Regions from separate parts of the Triticum aestivum genome. Here region 2 is linked to region 1. A link is a contact called in public Hi-C data. All regions are on one chromosome and are shown on one strand. Each heading gives the region's core, a stretch centred on a gene start, on an enhancer-like site or on the middle of the called end of the contact. The rest is flanking DNA. Distances are from core to core; before and after follow the strand shown.

What was found. Hi-C and Micro-C count contacts between places; a contact is called where the count stands out from the background.
Region 2: a contact with region 1 is called in a Hi-C map of leaf, with 5 times the contacts expected there. The contact joins the promoter of LOC123051968 here to the promoter of LOC123051967 in region 1. A contact is called at or near these places in 2 of 5 Hi-C or Micro-C datasets (both in leaf).

Annotation. Positions count from the first base shown.
Region 1 is chr2D:105,535,058-105,538,371 of IWGSC CS RefSeq v2.1, reverse strand. LOC123051967 (serine/arginine-rich SC35-like splicing factor SCL33) reads left to right here and starts at 1,851. Exons shown (of 6, transcript XM_044474983.1): 1 at 1,851-1,999; 2 at 2,985-3,139. The coding sequence starts at 2,991.
Region 2 is chr2D:105,831,097-105,834,351 of IWGSC CS RefSeq v2.1, reverse strand. It overlaps LOC123051968 (zingipain-2), which reads right to left and starts at 1,648. Exons shown (of 10, transcript XM_044474984.1): 1 at 1,604-1,648; 2 at 1,383-1,511.

The DNA of each region.
Region 1 (3,314 bases), core at 602-3,101:
TCTAGATATGTCAACGTGTATATATATATATATATATATATATATATATATATATATATATATTTTATGTGCATGCAATTTTTTGGACAAAAATACCAACTTTGCTTCGGTGTAAAAAACCAAGGTCAACATATACTTTTTCTAGAAAAAAATGGTGTATGATCCGGTTCTATGTTTTCATTAAGGTCAGTGTATAATTTTGTCCAAAAAAATGTTTGTGGAGGAAATCACCAATTTATATCCCTCTGAACACGGATTTTTTTTTCGTTGTTGAGGGGAATTTTGACAAGTCATATGAGACTCGACATTATATGTATGTTTGATACTCTTGAGTTCTTTGCATTTTTTATATCGATTTCTTTATGATTTCATCATTTTGTTTCGTTTCCTTTGACCTTTATTTCCAACAATTCCTTAAAAAAATACTACTCCCTCGATCCGAAATAAGTGACAAAGTTTTGAATTGATATATAAAAAAGTGTCGCAGTTTTGAATTGGATATAAAAAAAGTGTCGCAGTTTTGAATTGGAGTTAGTCCAAAATCGTGACACTTATTATGGATCAAAGGTACTCCCTCCGACCCACCATAATAGGCTGCAAACTTTGTTTTTTGAGAAAATAATACGAAATCACTAATTAAGGAGTACTCGTTGCAAAGAACACTCCACTTTCCCAGGTCGCGACAAGTGGCGCCCATGCAGCGCGCCACTTGTCGCAACATGAGAGTTTTCCCTTTTTTCGTAGATCCGTTTATTCAAAACGTTTTATCTCTTAAACCGTGCGTCCAAATCTCGAACCGTTTTCACCATTGGATTCCTCACGTCGAGATCTTCAAAACTAGATCCAATGTCGATAGGTTTTGACGAACTTTTTTTTCACGAAAAAAACGGACGAAAAAACGAACCGGGAGCATGGTTTTTTCCCTTTCCGAAAGAGGCACGTCCGTGCCTCTCGCGAAATCACAACCGTGCCTCTCGTGAAAGCAAAACGGTGACTCTCGTGGAAGGAAAAAAACAGAAAACGCGTTTTTTTTTTCGTTTCCGAGAGGCACGGCCGTGACTCTCGCGAAAGCACAACCGTGCCTCTCGCGAAAGCAAAACCGTGACTCTCGCGAAAGAAAAAAACAAAAAACGCGTATTTTTTCCTTTTCGAGAGGCACGGCCGTGACTTTCGCGTAAGCACAACCGTGCCTCTCGCGGAAGCAAAACCGTGACTCTCACGAAAGAAAAAAAAACAGAAAACGCGTTTTGTTTTTCCCTTTTCGAGAGGCACGGCCGTGACTCTCGCGAAAGCACAACCGTGCCTCTCGCGGAAGCAAAACCGTGACTCTCGCGAAAGAAAAAAAACAGAAAACGCCTTTTTTCGTTTCCGAAAGGCACGGCCGTGACTCTCGATAAAGCACAACCGTGCCTCTTGCGGAAGAAAAACCGTGACTTTCGCGAAAGGGAAAAAAAAGAAAACGCGTTTTTTCGCGTAAAAAAGTTTTTTTTCGAATTTTTTTTGATCGAAAAGCTAAGAAAGACTGGGGGAAAACCAAAATGTCGAAAAAACCCAGAAAAAACCGTTTAAAAAGCCGAAAACGCGTGCGAAAAAATAAAAAAAAACAAAATCCGAAAGGAGCGTCCAGAGCGCGACACGTGGCGAATGGCTGAGAGCGCGTCAAGTGACGCTGATCGTTACGAGGCTCCCGAAGAAGCACTCGTTAACTAGTTGCTTCCGACAATAATAGGCTGCAAACTGAAATAACACAACAAATGGAGAGAGAGAAGCCCATCGACTACGACCCAAAGCGGTTCCGGCCCACTGCATCCATCACCGTCGAACCGCACAAGTTAGGACGGGTGTCCCGATCCAACGTCTGCACGACACCGGCTCAGTCGATAAAGGCAGCGCCACTCCCCGTCGACTCGGGAAGCTTCCGGACTCCACGCGAACCTTGATCTCCTCTCCTTCCTCCCCTCGGGCGGCGCAACTCCCCGATCGATCCTCCCCGCCCGCGGTAAGCTTCGCTCGATTTGCTCGGTAGCTTGGTTCCCTGTGATCATCCGTCTGATATACTTTACCTAATCACCGCGATGTATTCCTGATCCCGGATTTCGTGTGATCCCCGAGGAAATTTAAGCAGTTTATATTCCAAAATTATTGCCGGTCCTGATTGACGATTCCGCTCATGATAGAAGATGTAAGTGGATGATGGATTGCGGTTGTAATCGCGTCTCAGATCTGTTGGTTCGTTAGACCGTCTGGATAGGTCTGATCTCTGAAGCAAATTCGGCGCAGCAGCGTTATATAGTGTAGTCGTTGCTCTGAATTTTTGGGTGCCAGTGTTCATGTTCATCTATGCGCATAATAGCTGTCGGGGTAGCCGCTGTTTCATTGTAAACTGTTTGTCATTCCCTTGTGTTGATTCGAGAAAACTTTCTTGTGATCTCCTACTGTTTGGTAAACTGCGTGGATACTTAAAAAGTCATGTTCGCCCTTTGACCCTGCGGGCCTGATAGTGTTAGTCTTTTAGATGATAGCTTGTGCTCGCAATTGGTTTTTCTATACTTGAAGATCAGACAAAATAACTGAAATCTGTAGTGAACTATCCCTGTGAAGTCATATAAGTTACTTTTAGGAAGGTAATTATATAAACTTACATACTTGTGTTTTAGTGTCATCTCTAGCAATTAATGTTTGCATCAATGTAACTATATACTATGATTAAATTTTGAATGAGAAAACATGTGATGATGAAGCGATGACATCTTGTACAATGGACAAAATAACGATGTTTTGAGCGCAAAGCGATCATTACAATCTTCTCCCTATTCGAACATAGATTATCCCTTCAAGTTAGTGCTTGATGGTTAGGTTATCCCTTACTTAATCTTCATTGCGCATACGTTGTTGATTTATGAAGTATGTCCAAATAGGCTAGTATGGTCATTTTGTGGCGCATGGAATTGTTTTAGTAATAATGCTTTATGGTTTTACTGTAGACCAATATGAGAAGAGGCTACAGCTACAGTCCATCCCCGCCACCAAGAGGCTACAGGGGAAGGGCCCGTAGCCCAAGTCCCCGTGATCGTTATGATGGTCGGGGTAGAGATCTCCCAACCAGCCTTTTGGTCAGGAACCTTCGTCGTGACTGCAGGTAAGGGTTTCACTGAACTTCCCAGGCTAGTACTAGCATGTATTTTTATATTTCTGCAATTTCTTACCTAAACTCATCTTGGTGTTAAACATGTTCAGAAACTGTGGTAAATGCATCTGTGACATTCTATCCTCATTTTATTTTGATGAAGAAATGTGTGTTCATCTTCAACTAA
Region 2 (3,255 bases), core at 399-2,898, 300 kb before region 1:
GCCTGGGGGGTCCTTGGCCGCCTCCTTAGCTTGGGCTCCATCCATATCCGTCAGGATTGGGCGTGGGTTGCCGCTAGCGGGGCAGCATTGGTCCGATCAAGAGGCGGGCGAGTCATTGGGGTTGTGCCTAGAATGTGGAAGTCTCCCTTGCTTGTTGGCCCTCTAGTGGTGCCTTGGGAGCGGGTGGCCGCGATGTGAGAAAGGCAGTTGCCTCTCTTTCGCGCTTGGGTGGACTCCCTGGTCAGCAAGGAGCCATCTTGTGACAGTCGTCGTTGACAGTACTGGTGGTGGTGTAGGGCACGGATTTGTGAATGCCAAAGCGGCGGCCCTGGGTGGCAGTTTGTCTGGTTGGCTCTTCAGCGAGCTTCATGACGATTGTGGTGTCGGTGTTCCTCGGTCATGTGTGAGGAGCGAGGAGGCGGGAATCCAGACGTTGGTGGTGCTTTGACGGTGGCAGCGGTCATGGTGACCATGGTACCTCAGGGCGACACGGGTGAGGCTCCGGGCAAAAGCTTCTTGCTCCCACAATGGCAACGGCGATGCCTACGGGTGTCTTGTCCCTCTTGGGGGCATTGTTGTGGACTTGTGGTTCTCTCCTAGCACCAGGGTTCCACGTGAAAACCCTTGATCATAACTTTGGTCTCAATAGCGGCGGTGCTTACCATCGTCACCCACTTGGGGGCGTTGTCATGGAGCTCAGATTCCCTCTGGTCGCGTCTCCTCGGCATCGGCGAACAAACTCAGATTCTAACTTGAAGCTCCTTTGGCACTGGAGTGGGGCGGTCCTGACGGCTTCCTATCTTTTACGCGTGCCATCTCGTCACCGCTCTCAGCTCTCATTGTCTGCAAACAGGATCGATGATCCATGGCTCAGAGCGAGAGGGCGAGAGGGCCTCTTGGGCGACTTGTGCGTGCGTGCGTGTGTGGGCATGCGTTGCATCGGTGGCCGATGGTCTCTCAAGGAGGTGTGGTTTCACTTCTAGTTAGTTGCCTTGGGGTGCTTGTTGGTGGGGTGTGGGTACTCCTATAATCTTGTTGTATCTTGGCGAAAGCCTTTTTGTTTTTGTCGCGTGTAAAACTTTTTAAAACTCCTTATTAGTTAATGGATGAGGCTAATCTTATGCCTCTCATAAATAAAGAATACGACAGCAAAGTGCACTGCAGGCCATGCAGTCAAATGAGAACCAATAAGCAAACTACATGGGAGGGGGTGTACCTCAGTATTCACATTGTGACATCACCCACGCGTGTTTCAATCAATCCATGGTCAGGCACCGGTTGGCCTAGCCACGGTTCATATATGTGAAAATGAACGACCAATTGACTCAAATCTCCACTCTACGATGATCGGAAAAACGGGAAATATCAGACAAGGATCATACCTGGAATCAGATAAGAGACATGCAGCACCTCTCTGCACTCAGCCTCAAGTTGTTCGTCGGGCAGGCTTCCAGAAGGAGCGTCTTTGCCAACAGACTTATATCCCTGAATTGGCTTGACAAGGCAAATATCTGCAAACGAGAGCAAAGTTGAATCAGCTCGAATGTACCGAAAAGTAAAGAGTACAAGTCAGTTTCAAAGGATTGAACCCAAAAAAAAAAACCTTGAATCCACAAATGATCAAGAGGCACATGGACACACAAGTGCCTATGTTGTCGTCAGAAGTTGCCTGGTCACTTTGTCGACAAAGTCCCAGAGGCACATGGACACAAGTGCCTCGACCTACCTCACAGTCACGACGCCAAACATTAACACAAAGGCATGCCAGAGTTGAGAGGATAACATAGTCCCATGGTATCCCCTTCATCAATAAAACATGGATTTCTCACGTTCAGTAGGAAATTTATAAGAGGCACATTACCTCGCCAGAGATAATAGAAAGTAGAAACAAGAGTTATGCATGACACAAATGAAAACTTGCACTGAAGAATTAACTAAGATATACAGAACGTAAGCTACTCCCTCCACCCCATAATATAAGAGTGTTTTTTAGGCTAGTGTAGTGTCAAAACCCCTCTTATATCAGAAGGAGTAGTATTTACCTCTGTCCCAAATTACATGTCTTACTCCTTCCGTTTCAAAATAGATGACTCAACTTTGTATAAAGACTTTATACAAAGTTGAGTCATCTATTTTGGAACGGAGGAAGTACATTTGTCTAGACATGGATGTACCTAACACTAAACCGTGTCTAGATACATCCGTATTTAGACAAATTCAAGACAAGTAATTCGGGATGAAGAGATTACGAAATTAGTAAAGGAAATACCTTGGAACAAGAACTAATCATGCATCTGTCGAGCCTCTTCAAGCCGTGAGTTGCCTTGCCAACGGTTGATCTGATAAAATGGTAAAGTTGAATCAGCTCGAATCTAGTACTCCATAAATAGAAGGAAAATCACCTTGACACTTGAGGATTACACAATAGAAGGAAAATCAGAGAATGGAACGGAGGGAGTATAACAATCTTACTATTAACTTGGACCACCGTGCCTCCTCTCCCGTCTCCATAAACTCTGGTTCGTCCCATGAACACTTGAGGATTCAGCCTCGTGACTTGCGCGCCGTAGTCCCAGAGGCACATGCACGGGCCTATGCCTCGGACACCATCTCAGCCACCTCGCCGGGCATGAACAGGACTCGCCGGGGATTCACTAGAAGAAAGAGGTGCAGAGGACAACCAACATACATAGTCCGGCACAGCCTCTCATTCTCCATGTCACATGAACGTCAAGCATATGCCTTGGGACTTTCATCCCGGTCGCCTCGGCCGTGGCTGAGCAAGAGCTCACCGGAGGAAGCTATGTGGAGTTGGGCAGGACTTTCCAGAGGAGGAGAGGAATTCCGAGAGGAAGATGCACGGCTCACGGACATCCTCACGGCCACGTCGGCTTCATGCAAAAGAGCTCGCCGGAGTTCATCAGGAAAGAGTTAATTCAAAGCTGCAAAAGAACAATTAACTCAGAGATACAGAAAGACAGACAAACAAACAATCGAATAAAAAATAGAGAGGAAAACAGAAACACCATGCAAATCCTAATCCATGGACTCGGAGTTCTACCTCCGTCAGGGCGAATCTCATTTAAGTTGGGCGATTTATGTTCATACCGACGTCATGATTGCTTTAGATCTGCGAAAGAGAGCAAAGTTGAATCAGCACGAATAGCGATAGAAGGAAAAAAAAATCAAACTCTGTTTGAAAGGATTAACAAGAAAATCATGCCTTGAAGCATAAACCAAGGTTCATGCCATGGA